Regions from separate parts of the Mus musculus genome. Here all the other regions are linked to region 3. A link is a contact called in public Hi-C and promoter capture Hi-C data. All regions are on one chromosome and are shown on one strand. The core of a region is the stretch at or near the end of the contact, and the rest is flanking DNA. Distances in the headings are between cores, read along the strand shown. Region 1 holds the start of Ap5s1 (adaptor-related protein 5 complex, sigma 1 subunit). Region 2 holds the start of 1700037H04Rik (RIKEN cDNA 1700037H04 gene). Region 3 holds the start of Tmem230 (transmembrane protein 230).

The links. Promoter capture Hi-C pulls out the DNA fragments that hold promoters and counts their contacts. A called contact is a pair of places that touch in the nucleus more often than the background predicts.
Region 1: a contact with region 3 is called in a promoter capture Hi-C map of liver, with 3 times the contacts expected there. The contact joins the promoter of Ap5s1 here to the promoter of Tmem230 in region 3. A contact is called at or near these places in 1 of 39 promoter capture datasets (liver) and 2 of 115 datasets of contacts at active chromatin or transcription factors (extraembryonic endoderm stem cells and pancreatic cancer cells).
Region 2: a contact with region 3 is called in a Hi-C map of muscle stem cells, with 7 times the contacts expected there. The contact joins the promoter of 1700037H04Rik here to the promoter of Tmem230 in region 3. A contact is called at or near these places in 1 of 39 promoter capture datasets (neural stem cells), 2 of 484 Hi-C or Micro-C datasets (Th1 cells and muscle stem cells) and 1 of 115 datasets of contacts at active chromatin or transcription factors (microglia).

The regions. Positions count from the first base shown.
Region 1 is chr2:131,209,100-131,212,214 of GRCm38.p6, reverse strand. Ap5s1 (adaptor-related protein 5 complex, sigma 1 subunit) reads right to left here and starts at 1,855. Exons shown (of 3, transcript NM_001291031.1): 1 at 1,534-1,855; 2 at 742-952. The coding sequence starts at 917.
Region 2 is chr2:131,158,348-131,161,650 of GRCm38.p6, reverse strand. 1700037H04Rik (RIKEN cDNA 1700037H04 gene) reads left to right here and starts at 1,570. Exons shown (of 6, transcript NM_026091.3): 1 at 1,570-1,698. Gm14232 (a long non-coding RNA gene) reads right to left here. Exons shown (of 3, transcript XR_003954063.1): 2 at 1,925-2,146.
Region 3 is chr2:132,246,141-132,249,536 of GRCm38.p6, reverse strand. It overlaps Tmem230 (transmembrane protein 230), which reads left to right and starts at 1,749. Exons shown (of 4, transcript NM_027478.3): 1 at 1,749-1,964. Pcna (proliferating cell nuclear antigen) reads left to right here. Exons shown (of 6, transcript NM_011045.2): 6 at 1-251.

The DNA.
Region 1 (3,115 bases), core at 606-3,105, 1.0 Mb after region 3:
CAGGTCGGGAAAAGGACTAGGGAATAAGGTCTTGCCTCATCTATCACAGAAGCCTTCTCAACAGAGGCGAGTAAGGGGTGAGAACAAAGTCCTCTGACAGGGGCCATCCAACCTCTCAACCATCCATCCCTCTCCAAGTCACAGGTGCCTTCCATGCGACTGCCAAGGCCACCTCTGCTGCTTCCTCAACCATCTTCTAGATTGGGCCATTCACAGACTGGCTTTAAAGCCACTTGTTTACCCAGGTGTCCTAATGTATGCCTATAATCTCCATTGTAAAGCACATTTCATCTGTACAGGTGTCTACCTGCCTATACTCTAATCTCAATTACGCTACTCTTCAGTTGCATAACCTTGGGTGGGTTAAGTGCCTTAAACACTGTATTTTAGTTTACTCTTCTGTAAAGTGAAAATGGTAACCATGGCCACCTCAGAAGACCGTAAAGATTTTAAAAAAACAAACTATATATATATATATATATATATATATATATATATATATATACACACACACACACATACATACAATTCCCAGAACATATTCCCAGTGCAGTAAATACTAACTACCATGATAATAACATTCTTTCTTTAGCTCCTCTTCATAGTGATACTTTATAAACAATGGAGGACAACTGGGGGAAACATTCAGATTTTTGGTCTTCCTGTTTGCCTGTCCTATTCCAGTGTCCCTTATTACTACCTCTGTGTTCAATGAAGCTTGGAGCTGGGCTGTGTGATTACCTGGCCACTGCCAAAATCTGTTCCTTGCGGAAGAGCCTGTCCCTTTCTGCACCATGTGACCGTGGATCATCGGGTGATTTCTCAGCACCAAAGACACAGGAATAGAGCACTCGGCAAAGGCCTGTATCTTCCAAATTCGGGGCCCTCAGAGTGTGGATGAGGAAAGCGTGGACCATAGCTCCAGGGTGGGTGCTCCAGGAAAGCCAGAGACCTAGATGGTGAAAGTGAATCCCCTGCTAAGGAGGCACCCTAATGAGGGGTGTGGCCTGGGAGTGTGTCCAGAGATTGTGTGGCTAGACAGCGATCACCATCTAGATCTGCCTAGCCTCTGAATAATCTAGTGCCTGCTCTGCATCACAGAACAAGGGCCATCCATAGCTGGACATATCTCCTATGTCGCTAAACCTACTTCTGCAAAACTGTCAGGGAATCTCCAAATGCATACGGGTCATGCGAGTGCAGGAAAAACTGAGAACTAAAAAAAAAAAAATCAGAGACCACAGCTGAATGCCAAGTCTGCTCCCGGAACAAAATAACCCAGCCTCCATACCGGGCTCCATTGAGACAACTTTTAGTATGGAGTGTGAGAGGGGAGTCTTCATCAGTGACACTTGGTTTTGAATGCAGGAACATGTCTTTGTTTTAGGAAACACTCAAGAAAATACCTCTAAAATGCCGCATCTGCAACCGATTCACATCGGCTGGGACAGAGTGAGCGGGGCAAACCTTACCCAAAGGGATCTACCGAGATAACCGAAATCATTTCAAAAAGAAAGACGTGGTGGCACGTACCTGAAATCCCAACCCTCGGGAGGCGGAGGCAAGAGAATCAGGAATTCAAGTCAGCCACAGATACACAGAGAGAGAGCCTGGCCGCTCTGGGCAAAGCGAGAGTGGCAGCCCCCGGTCTCAAGGCTGAGGAGAAACAGTGTTTAGCCACAGCTAAAGCTAAACAGACCAAGAATTCAAAGTTACCCAACAGGAAATTTAGCAAGCCCGCTTCAGGAAGGGAACCTAGATTTGCAGACTTTGACCTCTGGTCACCCTTCTGCCGCCAGCTGAGCGCGTCATTACCCCAGGGCACCACGTCCTCCTCCCACTATCTGCCCCAGTTGCGTCACTGCCTCGCGCGGGCAGCAGCGGCGCGCTGAACTCTGGGGTTTGTAGTTCAGCCATGGGCCTGTGGTCCCGGCGTGGTCCTCGACTTCCCGAGGACGTACACGCTTCTGACCAGCCGATCCCCTCGGCTGCGGGGGCGCCCTGGAGGGCTCATGGCTACGGAAAGCTTCTTTGAAGGCGCTAGAAAGCCCTTGATCAGCTGCGGCCTGGCCACTGCGAGGGCGACCGCCAGGGGGCGCTGAGGACCCCGGCGGCGTGCGCGGAACTGTCCAAGGAAGCCTCCGCTCGGCTGTCCTCAGGCCAAGCTCTGTGCAGTAGTAATGACCGAATTGCAGGAGCAGAAGTCTGCCTGCTGAAACGCAGTCATGAGTTTACATTTGAACCAATGGCCCAAGAGGTGTTTGGGACACACACATTCCTTTAACTCTGAAAGGCATGGGAATTCCTTAGGCTTTCTAAGGCAGGTCTACAGTCACTTGACTAGTGTCTGAGGACAAAAAGAAAGATTTGAGTGGCCCAGGCAGGGGTTCTGAAGAAAGCCCCTCATTAAGGACTGCATCCTGAACCCTCTAGGCCATAAGAACTAGGGCAGTTTCAGGGGACTGGTACTGCATATGCTGCGAGTGTTTCGATCTCAGATGCAATACAAAAGGATGGGTCCAGGCAGAGTGGTGTCTCAATCAGAGAGCTAGGGAGTTATGTTTGCTCCATTCTTGGCAGAAGTTCCTTGTCCCCGGTCCCTATCACTCTGGGCCAGGCCTCATGTCTGCCAGCAGATTGTAGCAAAGAACTGGCAGAGAGGTCTGTGGCAGCTGGGGGGCCACTTGGCATTGAGAGCATGATATCCTGGCCTCTCTTCACTGTTCAGACAGTCCATATCAAGTCCCAAAACCACTGGAAACTACTAATCTTGTGTGGGATGTGGGGAGAAGAATGCACTGAGCCAGTACCCTGGAGGACAGTGGGGGACCCAGGCAGAGGTGGTACAACAGATGACTTCCCTGGTCAGTGCTGGAGGCAGGCAGAACTGGAGGGCTCACCTGATGTGGGTGTGCCCTGGGAGATACTTGCCCTGTGGCCATTGGCCTCTTTTGACCTTTGCTTCAGAGAGTCTGTTGGGTCCCTGGAAACATGCGTGCATGCCACCTCAGACATGGTCAAAAGCAGCCAGCCTAACAGTGTCTACTTCATGTTAGCAATGTGCCTGGCCATCTAGCAAACCCACTGAAGTAATAATTTACTTTGAATTCTTCCT
Region 2 (3,303 bases), core at 321-2,820, 1.1 Mb after region 3:
AGTAAGCTAGGGGTGTCTTGCTTTGGGAGTCTGTTAGCACATTAACTTACCTATCGTACATATTCAGAAAGTATGTTAAAAGGAGTTGACAATTAGAAAATTGCCTCAGACAGTAAACTGTTAGCGATTATTCTGCTTTCGATAGAGCTCACCAAGAGATGGGTTTCAAGTGAAAAGCAGCAAAAGGGAAACAGGAATCCTGAAACTGAAAATCAACACACACCTAGGCAGTAAAATAAACGCGAGAAATAGGAATCAGAGGGGACTATGGTAAACTGACGTTCCAGAAAGGCAGGGACCGCTACCCCCAAAGCCCTTGGTTCTTGTTTTGAATGTAAATGTGAGAATGTGTTGTTAGATCTGATATTTCAAAAGAAGACTGGAAATGAGAATCCTTTGTGAAGAAGTAGGATGAGGGGCAAGAAGATGGGAAGAAAAGTATTTATAAAAGTCTCCGGGGGCTATACATCTGCAGGCTGCTTTTGCCTGGCGTGGTGGCCTTCAGGATACTTTGGAGGCACTGTCTGCTGACTTGGAAAAGAACAGATATGGAACACACCACGGGGCTTCTGGAAAGGTGGGAGTAGGGGTTGAGTAGGCTGGGATTAGAATGAAAAGTTCTCAATGTCCGCTCTGGAGGACAGAATTTTCTCAACAGTAGGGAGCGCACGTACCATCCAAAACAACGATAAAAAGTTTGAGAAGCCCTGCTGAAGACAGCAGGGAAGCACTGGGCCCTCTGAAGTAACGCTATGAAAACAATAGCACAGAAAGACTATTTGTTACCAGCGTGCGAACACAAGATCCGAGTCAGGTTAACAGCCATAAGGACACGGAAGAGTCGGACCTTGAGGACTCTTACAGGCAGCGACCACATTCTATCGGAAAAACAAGCAAGCTCTCAGCGGTCCAAGGCCTGTCTCCGCTAGTTAAGTTGGAAGGATCGGGAACCTGTGTGTTCTGACTGCTCTTTCGGCACTTTAAACCTCTTGTCCTAATCAGTGTATATAAGGATAGAGATAGTCGCACACGGACAGGTGGGCCTGTGGCAAAAATCCACAAGCCTTAGTAAGTGCTCTACGAAGACGCCCACACCCTGTCGGGTGGGTCGAGACGCATCCCGCTGCCATGGCGACCGCCTCCTTGGAGACCAGGAGCAGAAGCTCCTGTCCCCGGGGGCGCCCGCGTACGCTCCCTTCCCCCCTTCCTACGCCGCGTGCCTTCTTTGTTCTAATGCTTATTTGGAATAGGGAATGGGTGGGAAAGGAAGACCGAAATCCAGACTCAGTCCAGTAGGAAAGGTGACTGCTTAACTCCTAGACAAAACTGCCGCGGATCGGAAACCTCATGGGGAAGGTCGCTCTGGTCGGTTTCCAGCAGCGGTTCCAACATAGCTCCCATCCCGCTTCATCACCCAAGCTCGTGCCGCTGGGGTGACGTCGACTCGTGGGGCTCAGCCTCCGCGCACACGTGATGTGGAATCTCGTCGTTAATTGGTGGATCTCAGAGACAGCTCATTGGTCTGAAGTGCCCTAGCCCCGCCCCTCAACGCCCCTCAAGCCAATGAAGGAGGAGAGGGCGTGGCGCGAGGCTGATGCGGCGCGGGGCTCTTCCTCGCGCTCTCCAGCCCGTTCTGCTGCTGCTACCGCCGCCTCCGCGGTCGTTTCTGACCGCCTGGCCGCGGGGCTCGCCTGCAAGGTGAGATGGGCCCTCCGGGCTCCGTCTAGTTCACCAGAGACGGCTCCTGGGTCTGAGATCCTCAGCTGTGCTGGAGCTGGAGGCTTTGCTTTCTAGCCTGAGGAACTCTGTAGAAGCGGGATGGGGTGGGGGATGTGGGGTCCTGGGTACAAATGACGGTTAGCGGGCAGGGTACAAGTGACACCTGAGGGTGGGGGCGTAAATGTGGCTGACGTCCCGTTCCTACCTGGTCCTCGTGGCTCTATGTGACCTTGGAAGAGTAGCCTCTGAGCCTCCGGTGCCCGGGCACGATCATGAGGAGGATGTTGATGTTGGGAGTGTCGGCTCCAGAGACTCCTGCGTCAGCCTGGCGAGCTCAGAGAGCGCAGGGCATTATCTCAGATGGACAGATCCGCGGCCTTGCTCTTGGTGTGGGTACGTCTGAGGCCCGTTCTGCTGCTCTTGTCCCCTGAGAAAACAATAACACTGAGGTGGGGCGTGCCACACCCACAGGGATGGCGGTAGGAAAGGCCAGAGGGCCAGAGCCAGAGCCTCTCCAGTGTCTCACAGAAATGGTTGGATTTAGGTTCTGGACCAGTGCTCCTGTTAGTGAACAGGGCTCGGTTGGACAGCTTGAGTCTTTCCTCTTTAATCTTGGTGGTGGGATGTGAAGGTAGGGCATTGCTTTGCACTGGGGTGGGGTGGGGTGGGCTGGGTGGGTGGTGGGTGGGTGGGTGGGGGGTAGGAGCAGCTTTCACCCGTGTCTCTGCTTCTTGGGTGAAAGAGTCAATCTAGAGGCCAGATGAATCCAAGCAGCCTCCTTTGATGTCAGAGGGGGATGTGGGAAGTGAATGCTAGGCAGAGGAGAACCACACAGGTTGGTAGACAGGAGGGACTAACACCCTTTTCACAGGTCAACCCTTCCCTCCACTGTTTGTGAGAGTAAACACCTATTACCGTCCTTGCATCCCTGGCTTTGGGGAAGGGGGCTCCAAAGATAGGTCAAGGCTGAGGAGATGAAAGATTGCTTCCACATGCGACCTCCATGTAGCACTCCCTGTCTGAGACTTCAGTGGGTGTTCTTTGAGCTTTAAGGGGAGGTTGGATAAGTGCTTCTGCTGGGCTGATGATTGAGCTGTGACTGGGTCCCTGGATGGGTGTAGGGGAGGTGGTAGGAAGAATTGAAGGTTGTTTACTGCTCTGACATAGAAAGGGCTTTTATGGGGTTGGGAATGGTGGTTGAAGAATGATTCAGAGAGGAGACGGTAAAAGGTTTGGGGCTGTGCTCCCAGCCACACAGCACAACGCAAGCTGAAATTGGCTCTGTGATACCTTGGGGCTTAAAGGCTGCCTCTGGGAAGAGGTAGGTAATCAGAAGGGAGAGAGAGTGTCACAATGCAAGAGTTCCGTTTTGCCATGGGTAGATCACCTTTGCCTCTTAGCTTGGAGCTTGAGTGCTAGAACAGGGCAGCCTGGACTGGACAATGAAAAAGGCCTTATGACACCGAAGACCCTGGATTTTTCCATAACCACCACCTGTTTACCCACATGCTAGCTCTTTGGGAAGGTAGCTTCAGAGCTTTCCCCGCCCACATTTTAGTCACTCCAATTTCCCTAAGAGCATCT
Region 3 (3,396 bases), core at 500-2,999:
CCAAGTTTGTACCTGAGTATTCTTAAATATTAAAATAAAATATGTAGATATCTTCTGTAAATAACCTACTTTCTTTTCTCTCCATTCTCCATAATTTGCTTAAAGAATAAGCTCCAAAGTAAAAACTAGTTTTGTTAACATGAATGTTTCTGCTTTACAAATACTGGTGATTTTCATCAATGATCTTGACGCTAAATGCAGTTTTAAGAAATATTGTTCAATTTAAATAAAGTTAACAATTTGAAAAGTCATAGAGCAGTGCCGCCTTTGTACCATGGCTACTGAATAGTTATACCCTGTTAGGTAAATGGGCTTTTGTTCTCTCTTCCATCGTGGAGATAGCAATAAAAAAATGTTTCTCTTGAGTTTATGTAATTACGTTGTGCAAAGTTTTCTGGTAGCCTTGTTTGGGATGTAGCTCTTTTAAAATACAACTTTAATGGCAGTGCAGGGGGTGGGGTGGATAAATCTCTCCCTAGGCCAACCAGGACTACATACAGTCCATCTTGAGTGAAGCAAAGGCCCAAACTTCGTGGCTACTTGATCCAAGAAGGGTTAAAAAGGCCCTGTGGTTTTGATCATGATATGCTACATAAAACTAAAGAATATTTGAGTATATTTATTGTGTATGTGTGAGGCTCATGTGGGGGTCAGGACAATTTTATAGGAATTGGTATACCCCAGCACCCTGGCTTCCAGGGGTTGAATGAAGTTCTTCAAGCTTGGTGACAAATTATCCTACCTCCCCTCTCAGTTTTTATGTGTGTGTGTCTTTTGCAGGTATGAGTGAGCATGCGTGTGTTAACCTGGTTTGGTGTGGGGAACCATTTTCAGTTCTTGCTATATTTCAGCAGGATCTCAAACCATGGCTAGTATAGAGCCTGTTTGCTCTGTTCCGGGAGGCCACATTTGAAGGCCTTTAAATACTAAGCTCTATCTGTGGACCCCAAGATATTTTTCCTTTGTATTTCATGTTTGACAGTATGTAGACAATACAGCTTTGTTCTGGGAGGTTGTTGGTTAGAGCTCATGCCTAGTAGCTACAACTGTTCAATACTTTGAGCCAATTAAGTGCAGAAGGAAGTAGCCTGCAAATACTGCTCTCAGAGAACTCTGGAGTGGTGGGAATGCTTTATCAAGACGTCACTTTCATGAGGATGAATGTTAGAACTCAGCTGTGTCTGGTAGGTAGGACACTTACCTGGGTAGTGTTTAATAATCAGGTAGTAATAACAAGATTTTGGGGCTGTGAGAACGCTAATTAGTGAGTGGTGACCAGTGTCAGCATAGGGGTGTTTAGGACAGGGCAAGATTCCTGGTGGGTATCCCTTGTCCACCCCTCTGGATACCCAGGACTCTGCTGTGCACCGATGTGGCCATGGGGTCAGGACTGGAACCTCAACAGTTTTGCTGTGAACTCGATCCTGGTGGGTGAGACCCTAAGTACGCGCCCGCCCACCCTATGGAGGTAGCAGGTCCTGGTCACCAGGGCAAAAGCAAGCCGCTACCCGGTTGAGCATGGTGGCATTCGCCATTTGTCCCAGGCAAACCTTATGTTCGAGGCCAGCCTAATCAGCATCCTGAGTTCCAGGACAGCCTGCGCTACGTAAAGAAACGCTACCAAACATAAAACAAGACAGCAATGAAGCCCTCCAGCCATGTGCCCTGGAAGCAAGATTCGATGACACGATTTCCTGGTGACAGCACTTCCGGTGCGCCTCTATCCGCCACGTCACTTCCGCTGGGCTGTCCTTAAGACCGCCCCTTCCGCTTGGCTGTTGAGCGAGCCTTGCGAGCGCGCCTAACGGAGAACGGGGAGCGCAGCGCGGGTAGGGGGCGGGCGCGCGCTCCCGGAAGCCAGCCGCGAGACCTGGCCCTGCCACCGAGGCTGCTTCCCGGAGACAGTTAGTTCACGTTGGCGGCGGCGGAGGGCGACGAGAGGTTGTCCACAGCGCCACGCTTAGGTCCTTGTGGGCCCGGGAGGGTGGGCAGAAATCGTGGTGGGGCCGGTAAAAAGTGTAGCAGAAACTTGGGCTGATAGTTTTTTAAGTTGTCATTTACTATGTGATAACGCCACTCTAGAATCCCTTGCTAAGAAAAACAAATCTTCCCATTTCGTTGTCGTGCTGCAACGTTTTTGTTTTGGTGCGAGTTTATAAGTGGAAAGTACATAACTTTATAACTTGTAATACAAATCAGGCATGGTTTAATGCTTCGAAAATCCTGCTTATTGGTAGCTTCAACTTTTAGATATGAGGAATTAAACATGTTATGGGATGGCAACATCAAAAACCTAGTACCTAAGGTTTAGAAATGTAAATGGATTCCCGTTGCTCCTTTTTAGTACTTCTGAACTAGGATGTAATTAACCAAAACGCAGAAACACTTGACACCAGTTTTTTGCATGCTAGTTACTTAAGGTCGACTGTAATACCAGTGTCTGGCAGCTCATTAAGATCGAAAAAATATCACATGCCATTGTGGAGATTATGTGCAAAACATCACACCAGTGAAGGCCACTTAGTTTTCTTCTTAAAGATGGACTTTTTGCGTTTAGAATTCAAATGCCATTGCAAATAAAATAGTCTGTTTTGTTTACATAATTGTATGACTTTATAAAGAATCCACACATTTCATTTATGGTAGGGGAGAGTGTCTGGTCTTCCTATGTTGCCCAGACTGGCCTCCAACTTCGTATATCCACACCTTTCTTCCCAAGTAGTTGGGATTAGAGTAACCTACTGAAGTACTGAGCTTAAATTTCAAACTTTTAAGATTTAAACGTCATTGCTTTTAAATTTTACCTACTCTCAAATAATTCAGTAGTTATGATTTTTATTATGTCTGTCTGCTTTGAATAGTTTGAGTAAAACGGATTTTTAGATCCGTTTTTTCAGGAGCTACATGATGTGGAATGTAAACTCACTTGTTTCATGCTTGGGATGGGAGCAGAGAGGCAGGTGGCCGTGGATGTCTAGTGTGGTATGGATAGCCAGGGCGTTTCCCACATGGATAAGAATTTGTACATAGAACCGTACCACACCTAGAAGTAGACACGATGCTGATGTGTGTGTCATTCCTTATCCTCCTCCTCCTCCTTTCATGGCAGACAAAAAAGTTATGTGAATTTATGCTCCTGAGGAAAGTTAAGGGGTAGGCAGTACTGTAAGGGAGGGGTTGAAAATGTGAACATTGGACTTTAGAAAATTAGGCCAGAAACATCGGTAGCAGATTGAACAGAGCCTGATTCTTGGTGAAGTGCCTTTGGTGTCTTTCTGTGAAGTCAACCTAGATCCATAAAGGAAGCATGCTTAGTGTGTACAAGAAGTGTCGGGTCACCGTAAGCAGTGAAACGCCTAAGCTACCATGGGTAGCATGTGGCACAGCAGCTCGGAA